3 separate regions of the Sus scrofa genome follow, and regions 1 and 2 are each linked to region 3. Evidence: chromatin contacts called from public Hi-C and promoter capture Hi-C data. All regions are on one chromosome and are shown on one strand. The core of a region is the stretch at or near the end of the contact, and the rest is flanking DNA. Distances in the headings are between cores, read along the strand shown.

Evidence for each region. Promoter capture Hi-C pulls out the DNA fragments that hold promoters and counts their contacts. Hi-C and Micro-C count contacts between places; a contact is called where the count stands out from the background.
Region 1: a Hi-C map of embryonic fibroblasts shows a contact between it and region 3, with 2.0 times the contacts expected there. The contact joins the promoter of SRSF9 here to the promoter of RNF10 in region 3. A contact is called at or near these places in 3 of 5 promoter capture datasets (fetal liver, fetal skeletal muscle and liver), 7 of 47 Hi-C or Micro-C datasets (embryonic fibroblasts, fibroblasts, heart right ventricle and 2 more) and 2 of 2 datasets of contacts at active chromatin or transcription factors (alveolar macrophages and skeletal muscle).
Region 2: a contact with region 3 is called in a promoter capture Hi-C map of liver, with 2.1 times the contacts expected there. The contact joins the promoter of POP5 here to the promoter of RNF10 in region 3. A contact is called at or near these places in 1 of 5 promoter capture datasets (liver), 4 of 47 Hi-C or Micro-C datasets (embryonic fibroblasts, liver and undifferentiated spermatogonia) and 1 of 2 datasets of contacts at active chromatin or transcription factors (alveolar macrophages).

The regions. Positions count from the first base shown.
Region 1 is chr14:40,431,418-40,435,872 of Sscrofa11.1, forward strand. It overlaps SRSF9 (serine and arginine rich splicing factor 9), which reads right to left and starts at 2,533. Exons shown (of 4, transcript NM_001195566.1): 1 at 2,318-2,533. The coding sequence starts at 2,505.
Region 2 is chr14:40,523,547-40,528,133 of Sscrofa11.1, forward strand. It overlaps POP5 (ribonuclease P/MRP protein subunit POP5), which reads right to left and starts at 2,388. Exons shown (of 5, transcript XM_001925378.5): 1 at 2,257-2,388; 2 at 2,041-2,183; 3 at 490-639; 4 at 223-306; 5 at 1-120. The coding sequence starts at 2,276. The coding sequence ends at 5.
Region 3 is chr14:40,478,481-40,483,306 of Sscrofa11.1, forward strand. RNF10 (RING finger protein 10) reads left to right here and starts at 2,759. Exons shown (of 17, transcript XM_013982944.2): 1 at 2,759-3,383. The coding sequence starts at 3,227. It overlaps COQ5 (2-methoxy-6-polyprenyl-1,4-benzoquinol methylase, mitochondrial), which reads right to left and starts at 2,106. Exons shown (of 7, transcript XM_003483435.4): 1 at 1-2,106. The coding sequence starts at 151.

The sequences.
Region 1 (4,455 bases), core at 1,283-3,782, 47 kb before region 3:
TGGGAACCTCTATATGCCGTGGGTGCAGCCTTAGAAAAGACAAAAAACAAACGAACAAACAAAAATACAAAAAAAATGCTATTAAAAAAAAAAAGGTAAGGTTCAAAAGACAAAGGAACATTAGTGTTTTGTGAGGAATTTGGAATTCCCTCAAGTGTACCTTTTCAGCATGGTTTGGAATATTAAATTGTCAAAACCATTCTTTGGGTACAGTTTCCCCAAAAGAGCTAAACATCCAATAGAGTAATGCTTTTAACTCTTTTCTAGGGTGGTAGAGAAGGAAGCCAAGTTGGTTCTCTTGTATTGACGGGAGAAAGAATGCCATCAGGGGTTGGGAGGACAAGCAGAACCAAAGATGGACTAATGAAGGCATCATTCGGTTGTCACAAGCACATAATCACTTACCAAGATTCTAGTCACAGGATTAAAAGCAAGGAGGACCACAACCAGCTCAACCCTAGCTATATTCAAAATATAGTGGGAGAGAGGCAGAACTGCTAGGGTTTAAGATCTCACTATGAATAAAAATTGATCTCAGTTCAAATCATTCTTCTGCTACCTACCAGGCTGTGTCTAGGTAAGTATGTGATCAAGATTTTACAATTAGGAGTTCCCGTCGTGGCGCAGTGGTTAACGAATCCGACTAGGAACCATGAGGTTGCGGGTTCGATCCCTGCCCTTGCTCAGTGGGTTAACGATCCGGTGTTGCCGTTAGCTGTGGTGTAGGTTGCAGACACGGCTCGGATCCTGCGTTGCTGTGGCTGTGGTGTAGGCCAGCAGCTACAGCTCTAATTCGACCCCTAGCCTGGGAACCTCCATATGCCGCAGAAGCGGCCCAAAGAAATAGCAAAAAGACAAAAAAAAAAAAAAAAGATTTTAAAATTAAACGTGAGTAATATGGCCTGTCTCATAAGGTTTTTTATAAGGATTAAATAAGATACTATGTGTGGAGTGCTTTGCTTGAAACTTGGCATTTAGTAATATCAAAAGGTAACTTTTCTACTATGAAAGGAATGAAGGAAGAGATGACAATGAGGCATGTCATATAGTAAGACTGTATTCAAAGGAGCAGAAGAGGGGAGTCAAATTCTACCTTCCCTTAGTAGTCCTCTCTTTTATCAATTCTAAATCCTCAGTTTCCTCATCTGTAAAATGTGATTAAAAGCACCCATTTTATAGGCTGTTGAAAATGCTAAATAATACATAACATGGTGTATGACACATAGCATCAGTTAAAAAAAAAAAATCCTAGAACTGTATTACTAATTAATAGAACTGCAACCTTTTCCACCTTAGGTGTGAAGATGCCTAGTTTCACTTTTGAGGCAAATGATAAGACACTAGGGATGAACTGTCAGAATCTTCAGCCATCAAAACCTCAAGATGCGTCCTGCCTCCCCATCTCCCGAGGCTCCCCTTGCCTCCTACCACCACCCCGGACCCAGGGGCAGTCTTCGGAGTGAAGCCCACAGGGCACAGACTAGGCAACGTGCTTCCTGAGACAATGCTAAAAAATGGAGAACGGGTTTGGATTTACCCCGAGTGAGGTAAGCAGCACAGTGCAGTGACTTCTAAGAACCACCAACCTCAGTTTTGAAAGTCCTCAGGCCTTTTCTGGGCCAAGGGCCGACACTCTTTACAAAACCAAAGATTCCTTCGAGCTGGTTTCAGGATCGAGAGCTTCCAACTCCCCGGGGCCCTTAGCATCCAGAGTTGCCTCCCGCAATAGAGAAGACAGAGTGACATCAGAGATGCCAACAGACTGTTTTAGAAGTTTCCCCAAATCCCTGATGCTTTTATAAGAACGAGTCCCTGAGGCTGGCGATCTGTTCCATCAAAAGCCCCCTCGAAAGGCATCCATACTCCCGCACCAAGCTCCCTGCCAACGGAGAGTTCCAGCTGGGGGTGGGGTGGCCAGGGAGGGCGACCGACTACTTCTGCTCCTCACCCAGTCCTCTCCCGGGCCAGCTCAGGGGCCAAGCTTCTCAAGCCTTGGGCCGCTACCCGCGAAGGGTGCTTGTCCGGCTGTGAGGGAGAGAACGCCCGTCTGTACTATCGCGGAGGCCTGTCTGGGCGGGCTTGGGTCCTCACAAGGTCCGCCTTTTATGTTTTTAAGTAAAGTAAAAAATAATAACAGAGGAAGTGACGACGGATTAAAGGACGGCCCAGAGTCCCGCGGTGAGAGGCCTCAGCCTCCACCCGGGGGCGCCGTGAAGGGTCTACGGCGCGGAGGGAGGGGAGGCCCGGGAAAGGGATGGGGGATGAGGGAAGGAGGGGGCACAGGGCCTTAGGCCGGCGGGCGGTGCGGGGGCCTCACCGGGGGTCCTCAAAGCGCACGAAGGCGAAGGGCACGAGGCCGTGCCGATTCTTGAGCTCGATCTCGCGGATACGGCCGTACTTGTAGAACAGGTCCTCCAGGTCCTTCTCGCGCACGTCTGTCGGAAGGTTCCCCACGTAGATGCGCCCGTCGCCCTCGCCGCCGCGTTCGTCCGCCCAGCCCGACATCCGCACCGCCCGACGCCGCGGGCCCGCCGCAGCCCACGTCGCCGCCGCCGCCTCAGCCGGGGTCCCCCCGCAGCGTCCCCGCGGGCTCGGAGGCACTCAGCCGCACAGCATTGTGGGAAGGCGAGCGGAAGCGAAGGGGTCGGAGGAGGCAAAAGGAACCCTCTTAAAGGGGACGCGGCCACAACGACTGCGCGTGCGTGCAAGCCGGCGCCCCCTGTAGGTGCAAAGTGGGACCCTGGCGGCTGGAGAGAGCGAGACCTTGGAGTCGGGCGTTTTGGATTCACTTCAGTCACTCGCCAGCTGCGTGGACTTGGGCAAGTGACTCAGGCTTCCTGGGCCTCAGTTTTCTCCCTATGTAGCGCTGTCTACCTCATAGGCTTTTGTGAGCACTTACTGATATGACGAGGGTGTAGAAACCAGGGCAACCCCCGCGGGCCGTCACTCCGCGTGCGGGGCGCCGGAGAGAGGAAGTCGGCCGGGGCCTCAGGGCGACCCCCCAGCAGCCATCGCGGCCCTCAGCCTCAGGTCTGTAGCCTTCCGGGCCACCCTGTCCCTATTTTACTGTTGCTTAGAACTAAGGGTGTAAGGCGGGCTAAAATGGATGTGAGGGACCTGAGGTGGGCCCGGTAGCTTGGACTCGAAGCTTATCGGAGACTAGGAGGAAGTAAAAGAAACAAAACTATAGCGACCGTCACTATAGAGTGCTTCTCAAGATCTGTGCTTTTAATCCTCACCCAGCATGGAGGGATTGCAATGTCACAGGTGAGAAAACGTGTGTATCCTAATGGGGTTGGGTTTAGAACCCATGGCTACGCTTCCAGCCTGCGCGCTGAGTCCTTCAGAAGCTCAGGAGCTTAAGGTAGTCCCGTACTTTGGAACGTTTCCACATTTACATTCCATAGTGCAAAGCACTGACGTTAAAAGAGTGAGGCCTTGGAGTTCTCCATCCTGACTCAGCGGAAATAAATCTGACTAGCATCCATGAGGATGCAGATTTGATGCCTGGCCTCGATCAGTGGGTTAAGGATCCAGCGTTGCCCTGAGCTGTGGTGTAGGTCGCAGACGTGGCTGTGGTGTAGGCCTGCAGCTGTAGCTCCGATTTGACCCCTAGCCTGGGAACCTCCATATGCCACGCGTGTAGCCCTTAAAAAAAAAAAAAAAAGAATGAGGCCTTGCATCTAAAGAGTCTTGATCTAGAAAGATGTTTCATGTTGAAAATGAAACCTCTGAATTGTTGGATGGGTAGATATGTGAGAAAGTAAACGCAGCAGAATGTTAACTGTAGAATCTAGATGACGGGTGTATTCAGTGTGTTCCCTGTACCATTCTTTCAACCCTTCTGTATATTTGAAAACTTTCCTAATAAAATGCGGGAGAAGTTCCTGTCCTGGCTCAGTGGAAATGAATTTGACTAGTATCCATGAGGATGCAGGTTCCATCCCTGGCCTCGCTCAGTGGATTAAGGATCCCGTGGTTGCCCTGAGCTGTGATATAGGTTTCGGACTGGGTTTAGATCTGGCATGGCTGTGGCTGTGGTGTAGGCTGGCAGCTACAGCTCTGATTTGACCCCTAGCCTGGAAACTTCCATATGCTGCCAGGCGTGGCCCTAAAAAGCAATGAGTAAACAAACAAAATGGGGGGAGTTAGGAAATATAAACATATTCCATTAGTGCCAGCAGAAGCAAGAGAATAAAACCCAATATTTAATCTCAATGTAGTTGATTTGTAGTTATACCATCTCTTAGCCTTTAAAAATCAAACAAACAAGAGTTCCCACTGTGGTGCAGCAGGATTGGTGGTGTCTCTGGAGCTCTGGGATGCAGGTAAAATCCTCAGCCCTGCACAGTGGGTTAAAGGATCTGGTATAGGTCGCAACTGAGGCTGGGATCTGAGTCTTGGGAACTCCATATGCTGCCAAAAAAAAAAAAAAAAAAATCAAACAAATAAACA
Region 2 (4,587 bases), core at 1,138-3,637, 45 kb after region 3:
AAGTTCACTCCATTGTCTCAGCAGCCTCCTCACCGCCACTATCTGAAAGCTCCTCCCCAGTGGACTCCTCTTCTAGTAAACAGCTTCTTGTAACAGACTTCTGGATAGCTTCCCGCTCTCCTGGAGAAAGAGCATGGATTATTAAAGTCTCTGGAAGTGACCTCTCATTCAGCTGGAGGAGGTCAGTCACTGCTCAGTGGGCACGGGGCTAGCAGGGCTTACCTTCATCAGTGCAGTTCTGCAACAAAATCAACAGCTGTCTCCTATTGTACTGAATGAGGAACTTCTGACATGTTCTAATTGTACCTGACACAAGAAAGAGCTTTGCAGTCAACAGCTCGCAAAAGGTGTTTGCCTCAGAGTCTTGCAGAGCTAGGAAAAATTATCTTGCTCTTGGCAAGGTAGCAGGAGGACCCACCCACTATTGAAGACTGAACTCTGAACCTGTTTCCTATTGAAAATCAGCAGCCATAACACATGCACCCCTACCTCCCACGTGTAAGGTGTTAAAAAAACACGGATAACGGTGTCCTTTGTTCTCCAAGTATGTGATGAAGGGAAGAGCTGACCACACGAGCCGATAGAATTCCTTCCGGCATCGAAGTAGCACTATTCCGGTATAGGCATTGAGGTATCGCACTGCAGCAGGAAAAAAATCATTTTGGGAAAATGGATTCTCAGGAGCACGTTTAAAATCTTAGGGTAGAAGTTCCTGTCATGGCGTAGCGGAAACAAATCTGACTAGGAACCATGAGGTTGCTGGTTCGATCCCTGGCCTTGCTCAGTGGGTTAAGGAACTGGCGTTGCCATGAGCTATGGTGTAGACTGTGGCTGTGGTGTAAGCTGGCAGCTGTAGCTTCGATTCGACCCCTAGCCTGGGAACCTCCACATGCTGTGGGTGCAGCCCTAAAAAAAGCAAAAAAAAAAAAAAATCTTCAGGTAACTGAGAGCCTATGTACCAGAAAACATTCAAGGCGGTGGCACTTGGGATGCCATCAATGAGTAAAAACTGATTTCTGAAGGAAAATAATGGGAGATAAATAACATCTAGGGCCTTTACATACCACTCAGAATTGGTGAATGAATTTAGAATTTAATTTTTTGCTTTTTAGGGCCACACCCATGGCATATGGAAGTTCCAAGGCTAGAGGTTGAATCAGCTAAAGCTGCAGGCCTATGTCACAGCTACAGCAACTCGGGATCGAAGCTGCCTCTGCCACCTACACAGCTCAGGGCAACCTTGAGTCCTTAACCCACTGAGAGAGGCCAGAGGTCTAATATGCATCCTCCTGTATCCTAGTCAGGTTCCTTAACTGCTGAGCCACAAAGGGAACTCCTAAAATGCACTTTTAATTCACAAACTAGTTAACCCAAGGAGGGGGGTGGCAGAAATCCATACTCTTCAGAAGGATGTTTTCCCTTAGCTGAAAAACAAGTTCTGCAACTGGGCTATGTAGGTTCTTCCAGCAACCGAGTCTCACCTTGGTAGAAGGGTTGCCTCTAGGTACATTACCTTCTCCAGATTTCAATTTCAAGCATATGGTAAAAAACGGAATGAATTTACATAGTGTGGTTGTGGAGGAGGGTCCTCTCTTGCATTTACACATACACACAACTGTGTATTCTGTACTTCACAGGCCCCTATGCAGGGCTTTTCAGGGGTAATTCTGACAATGCTTTTTTCATATGATGTCAAAGTAACCCGTCAAATAACTTACTCGGAACTATACAAGTCTTTCCTCATTTAGTTTTCATCATCCTATTAAACTCAATCAAAAACCACACGTCAAATAGTATAGGGGTTTCTGCCGACTGGTATTTTCTGCCCACTGCCTACTGGTATTAGCTCTCCGCTTAAGTTTGGACTCAAGCAGACCTCAGGCTCGGGTTCTGAAACTCCTAAAAAGGACGACACCCTACATAAAATGGTGCACAGGGCTTGGCAGCTTCCAAGGTCGCCCGTGCCCCTTCTTTCTCCCTCCAATGGCCACTGCTCCCTCCAGATCCCGCCATCCTCCTGGTTCCCCAACACCCTCGCACCCGCGAAGCCGATGGAGGAGGCGGCCGCGCCGAAAGTTCCGTGCACGCGCGCGATCGTGTCCCGTACTAGGCCGCCCAGCACTCGGTCCTCCAGATTCAGACGGCAGCGGGGGTCCTCAGACACCACTTCGCAAAGCAGGTACCTGGGGCAGGCGAGAGGGCGGTGAGTGCTGGGCCGGGGCCAGGACCGCAGGGACAGGAATAAGGGTTGCTTACCTGTGCTTGAAGCGCACCATGTTCGTATCCGCCTCGGGCGTCCAGACACTCAAACCGGATGTCTGCCTTCTCGTCGGCGGCCAATGGGAAGTTGGCCTGGCAGCCACTCAGAGAGGGAGGCGGAACTAGAATGTAGGCGGAGCCCCGTGTCAGTCTCCTTTGAGCTCCGCCTCCCTCTGCCGAGCGCAGGCGTCCTGCTCATTTCTTCGCTTAGACTTTCAACTGAACCCGTTGTGATGAGTGGTTGTGCTCCACGCCAGAGTTTGCTGTTTAGGATGCAGCTGAGGCATTTGGAACCTCCAGGACGTTCCATTACCTTGCAACATAGTACCCAAGCTGGACGGTGGAACATTTGAGCACAAGACCTTGCACCCCCCAGGCCAGGGATTGATAGGGGAAATCGGACTCTTATTCTCAGTTTGGAGCTCGGTTTAATTTCTCCATACAGCCAAATATGTTATTACTGTTTAGGCCTTTCAATAACCTTATGGAGTTGGGTGTATTGGCTTGTTTTTTTTTGTTTGTTTTTTTGTTTTTTTGCAAAAACAATCCGTGGTCGTTATATTTTCTGGTTATTTTGGTTTGTTTTTTGTTTTTGTTTTTAAACAGAAAAGCACAAAGAAGCAAATAAAAATAAGTTATAATCCCAGCACCTAGAGAGAATAATTTATCATGTAGTGGATTTTCTTCCAACATTTTACCCCTGTTCCAGTGGTTTTCCAGGTGAAGTCCAGGAACCACTGGATTTTCCCAGATTCTTTTAGGGAGTCCCCCGAGGTCAAATTACTTTTGTAGTAACACTAAGGTGTTACTTGCTGTTTTCACTTTCTGAGTGGACAGTAAAGTTTTCCAGAGGCCAGTGACATGTGCTGACATTGCTCTGATGGCTAAGAGAATTGTGCATGGTGTTTTAAACATTTCTGTTTTAATAAACATAGTGAGTATCAATATATTTCACATAACAAAAGCTCTTTGGGATCCTCAATAATTTAGTAAGAATGGAAAGGGGCCCTGAGACAAAAAAGGTACGAGATGTACCTTCCACTGTATGATAATTTATATTTTCCATTTTCTTTTTAAGAATAGGATCATACTGTTTACTACTCTTCTTTCCCCTCACATTGAATATCTTTTTAAAAACTGAGGCATAACATACATAAAATGCATATTAAGTGCATAACTCAATGAATTTTTATATATGTATAAACTTTTGCAACCACTGCCCAGATTAAGAGATAGAACATTTCCAACACTCAGGAAGGTTCCTGTGCTCTCTTCCGAGCCAAAAACCTTCCCAGAAGTAGCCTATATTCTGACTTCTGTCATGACAGATTAGCTTTTTCTCTTCTGGAACTTTATATAAATGTAAATCTCCAGCAGCATATTTGTGTGTGTGTGCGTGCATGTCTGGCTCCTTTCTTTCAACATAATGTCTGTAAGATTCATTCTTGTCATTTGACTATATTTTCATGCCAGCTGTTCTACAAAGTTATTTTTCAGTTGCCCCAGACTGCATTGTTTGGATGTACCACTGCTGATCTAGTCAATATTTCCATGATGGATATTTAAATTAATTCCAGATTTTCTTGTTATAGCCAGTACTTAGTTGTCCAGCCTTGTAACTAGCTCTTTATACACATCCCTGGCTATTTGTGTCATTGTCATCGACTTAGCTGGCCCTGTGAACCAGAAGAGAGAGTCGGATTTCACAATAGATTGTCTGAGAGATCTGAAGTGAGTTCTCAATTTTTCCACCTCTCACTCTTCACCACCGTAAAAGAGTGATGCTGAGGAAGGAGAACAGCAGCCCTGCTGAGGGACCAGGCTTTTTTCCCCCCACCCAACAGCGAGCGACCTCTTTATCAAAAACCAGTCCTGCCAGCGTCCTCCATTGACCAGCAGGGGGAGTCAGAGGCTCATAGTGTATGGAGAAAGTCTCAGCCACCGCTCTACCCATTCCCCCCGCCCCACCGTCTAGTCCCTTAAAATAACTCCCCTAACACTTTCCAGTCTTCAATTCAGTCCCAACACTGCGTTCATTTTATAGATGCAGTTGGGGCTCTGACCAAAGTCACACATCCTGTAAAGGCGCGGAATCAGAATTCGAACCTCAGGCCATCCGACTCCGTGGTCCTGGCTCTTGTCTGCACCGCTGCTGTCCTGTGCACGATTTTGCTGTCCACTTCGTATAAATTGAAGGCTATTGATATAGGCTACAATCTCTCCGTTGTTTACTAGCCATATGCTGTCGGGGCGGTCAATTCACGCCTCCAGATCTCAGTCTCCTCACCTGGGTAATAGAATAATAATGGTTCCTCCCTCCCAGTGCAT
Region 3 (4,826 bases), core at 1,509-4,008:
TGCAGCCCGGCATCACCCGCGACAATCGACAGCAGCAGAAGCTCCATAGAGCCCAGCTTCTGGGGGCCGCCATCTTGCAGTCGAGTGACCGCCGCCAGACAGCACGTCGCGTTGCTTCATTCGATGGGTGACGGCGGCCGGCCGGAGACATTATTAGCTGAACGCGTCCCGAAACCTGATATTAAGCTGCAGGATCTCTGGGATCCAGAGGACATTAAGTCTTTGAGTACCCGAAAACCCTTTTCCTCTTTTTCCCCAAATTGAATATAGAATTCACCAGGAATGAGCAGAACTTAGGGAAAACCCCCATCACCTCACAGAGGCCATAACTCTGAATCTTGCCAACCTGTGGTACTTGCTCTCAAGATACCGAGTAACTCTTGTTTTCTGGTGCAGAAGTGTGCAAACAGAGGTAACAGTGTGGTGAAAGGCTAAGATTACAGGGTTTATTTTCGAAATCTTTGGTGTGCATAAGAATCACCTGTTTTGATCTTTAAAGTGCCAATACCTGGGTCCAAAATACCAGAGATTTTGAATCCGTAAATCTGGTATGGATAGTGGGAGTCTGTTTGACCAAATTTCTCTGATGATTTCTGTGTGAGGGATTTGCAGTCCAATCTTGAGAAATATATGCTAGACTACTCTGAATAATACACAGGAAAGACTGTTCTTTGGTCTTTGAATTTTACGAACATATGAAGTTCATTAAATGGGAAGGAAAGCTCTGGTATATAGTCTAAGTCACAACCAAACGCCAGGCAGGTTCCCTCTCCTGCTATCACAAAACTACATTTCTAGCTCTAACTGGCCTAGCATGAATGTTTTACTTCAACCCTACATTTTCTTTTTCTCTTATATGGAAAGGGTAATGTAGACCATCTTTCCCAAAAGAGGATGGAGGTGGTGTTTTACTTGGATTCCTGTACTTTTCTGCTTTAATTCTCTTTAAATGTATGTTTTCTGTAAATGTTTCACAAGGAAAAAGCGCTAAGGACCCTAAGGGACCATTTCGAAAATGAAAAATCTCTACTTGGTTTAATGAAGCCTGACAGATGGACACCTGCTGCTTGCGTTTGGAAGAACTGCACTGAGATTTCTCTCTTTCCCCTTTCTTTTATTTTTAAAAGTAATAGAAGGGGGAGTTCCCATTGTGGCTCAGCAGAAACAAACCTGACTAGTATCCAAGAGGATGCAGGTTCAATTCCTAGCCTTGCTCAGTGGGTTAAGGATCCGGATGGAGTTGGTGCCGTGAGTTTCTATGCAGGTCACAGACACAGCTGGGATCCCTAGTGACAGTGGCTGTGGGTAGGCTGGCAGCTACAGCTCCATTTCGACCCCTAGCCTGGGAACTTCCATATGCCACTGATACGGTCCTAAAAAGCAAAAAAAAAAAAAAAAAAGTGTTCTTTCTCTCTCTTTTTTTGCTGCCCTTCAGCTTATGGAGGTCCTGGGCGAGGGATCAGACACAGTTTTGTTTTGTTTTTTTAATAATGATTTTTATTTTTTCCATTATAGCTGGTTTACAGTGTTCTGTCAGTTTTCTACCGTTCAGCAAGGTGACCAAGTTACACATACCTATATACATTCTTTTTTCTCACATTATCTTGCTCCATCATAAGTGAGTAGATTTTTTTTTTTTTTTCCAGTGCTGCACATGCATATGGAAGTTCCCAGACTAGGGGTCCAATCTGAGCTGCAGCTGCCGGCCTACCCACTGTCACAGCAATGTGGGATCCCAGCTGGGTCTGTGACCTACACCACAGCTCACGGCCACCCCAGAATCTTAACCTACTGATCCAGGCCAGAGATCCAACCTGCATCCTCATGGATACTCGTCAGGTTCCTTTCACTGAGCCACAGCGGGAACTCCCACAGTCTTCCATTAATGTATTTTGGAATTCCTTGTTCTCAGCACAGTGTCTGGCATATAATATGTTTCTAACTGGCTAAGGTTAGCCTTATTTATTGTTATACTTATGAGAATATTTGTACATCTTTTTTACGGTGTGTTTCTTTGATCCTTTGACTTTCAAGCTACCACGGTTGTTTTCAAAGTACAGACGGGTATCTAAAATACATAAAATGATTTCTAAAATAAATATGTGATTTTCTAAGCTTCAAGTGTCCATATCTGTAAAATGGAGAACTGCTTATTTGGGGGGTTGACCCCTGGCCCCAGGAACTTCCGCATGCCCCAGGTGTGGCTAAAGAAAATTTTTTTGTTGTTAATGTGAGGATAAATAAACTGCACAGAGCAGTGTCTGCTAATGGTAAGCACTCAAGTATATCTATAATTATTACCAGTTATTACCAATAAAGTGAAATATTAACAATGATTTATATTAATAAAAGACAACAATGAAATTAAGTAATTGTATGAGGAAGTGCTGTGGAGTGATATTAAATGTAATGTATTGTCATTATTGTCACTATTATCATTATCAGGAGATTGAATAAGCCATAAATAAATTGATATTAAATCTAGAATAAGAACTATGAATTAACAATTATTCAATAAAGGAGTTCCACAGGTATTCAATGTTTGGATGAATTTTTAGTGTATATTATTGTTATGCATATTAGTGTACTAAGACTAAAACCTGGACTGCAAGTCCCATCATTCTTTAAGACCGCTCACATTTTGCTGAGAAAAAAGGAACAAACAACAAAAAAAGACACTGTACCCGGATGTAGGAAGAAAACTACATTTCCCAGTATGCCTCACTCCCACAGAGCCACTATATATACACTCCATCCGGGTTCTTCGAGATGCTGTTTGGCGACTCGTCGCCATTCCCGGAGCAGCTCGGCCTCGGCCCAGAGGCGAGTGTCGATCGCTGTGTCGGAGACACCTGTCCCCGGCACCAAGACAGCCAGCCCTCTCCCCTGCCTCGCGGCGGGAGAGCGTGTCCGGCCGGCCGGCGGGGCTCGCGCACCTTCCCTCGCCTCCCCTTCCCCTGCAGCCTCCGCCCCGCCAGGCCCGGCCCGGACCTCCGAGCCCCGGCCTCCTCCTCCTTCTCAGTCACCGCCGCCGCCGGGCTCAACAGCCCCGCCCGCCGCTTCTCCTTCCAGTTTGAGAAGCCAAGGAAGGAAACAGGGAAAAATGTCGCCATGAAGGCCGAGAACCGCTGCCGCCGCCGACCCCCGCCGGCCCTGAACGCCATGAGCCTGGGTCTCCGCCGCGCCCGCTTCGCTCCGACCGCCGCCGCCGCCAAGGCCCCTGTTGATGCCGCAGAGCTCCCCCAACGCCGCCGCCACCGCCTCCGACATGGACAAGAACAGCGGCTCCAGCAGCTCCTCCACCTCTTCGGGCAGCAGCAAAGGGCAACAGCCGCCCCGCTCCGCCTCGGCGGGGCCGGCCGGCGAGTCTAAACCCAAGAGCGGTAAGGGCGGGCTCCCACGGCGGTGGGCGGGGGGGCAACTGCCCCTAAATACTGGGGAGGATTCTCTCTCGAATGTCTCCTGGGTCACCCAGGGACAGGGCTCCGCTTTCTACTCTCGTTCTTGTTTTTTCCTTCTTTTCCGTGGCTTCCATTGCTTCTAGTTAACATTTAATGAGTACTGTGCTGCGTGGTTTACGTAAATCTTTGCATTAATGCTCGAAACCGCTCGGGGAAGTGGGTACTATTCTTAACCACATTTTGCGGACGAGGAAACTGAGGTTCATAAAAGGTAAGGTTACCCAGCTAGTAGGTGCTTAGCAGCAGGCCTGAAGACCTGGTTTGTCTGACGCATCTAAAACCTGGTTTGTCAGTGCACGCATCTAAAACCACTAAATTGATCTACCCTTCAATGTTATTAGCATTGGGTAGTGTTCAAGTTTAAACAGGGGAGGGTGGGGCCAAAGGATATGTCAACTCAAATCTCCTATTGAATTACCTGGTTCCGGATCTCCCCAGATGAAGAGGACTTGTCTTTGAATGGCTTCGTTTACTATGGAGTAACGGTTAAGAGCGCAGGCTTTGGACTCAGTCGTCTTAGGTTTGCCAGACCTTGAGTGAGTGTCTCTATTTCTTTACCTATAAGGGTGGAGATAATGAGAATTAAATTAACTTAGAAACCAGTTGAACTAAGGACTTAGGAGATTCTCTGACACCTTTTATGCACCAGCTACACATCAGGCCTGTTTCCCTATCTTAGGCTAGAATAGTGTCCTTTTATAGGGAAGACTTTTTGTCATTTCTGTAGTCACGCTTCTTTGTATTAAATTTTGACGCTCGTGATGATAATATATACCATTTATTGAGGGCTTTCCATGGCTGGGCTGGGCTTTTACCTCTATTATCAGTTCTCCAGTCACTAACTTGTCCAGCAAGGTGAAATTATTCACCTAAAGAGGAGAAAGTTGAGAGGCTAGGAGTTGTAGGAGTTGGCAAGAGTCTGGAGTTGAATGTTCTCTGTCTTACTTCAAAACTTATGGAGCAATCTGTGCTCTTTTGTATTTATTACATTAGAGGCAACAGGAAGATGTTTTCAGTAGTAGTGGGGATGTGTAGCAGAGAGGGGAACATTTGGAGTCTGCACATGTGGAGTACCATTTGTTTAAAACTTCCAAGATTAAAAGTTTAAGGCCTACATGAGTTCAGAATTTATCTGCTAGGTATAGCAAAATTGTTGATCTGGTGTGTGGAGAACTTCTAGAGTTTACTTTAAGCTCTTGGAACTCCGGTGGAAACCAGTTGTCTTGATAAGAAATGAATGCTTTAAATATCTAAGCAGGGATTAATGTGGACAGGCTGCCTCAGGCAGTATTATGTAGACTAATTTGGGGGGGTCTGCACATGTGTAGGTCTATCACAGATTCTCCCTAGGGGTGGAGGTTTGCC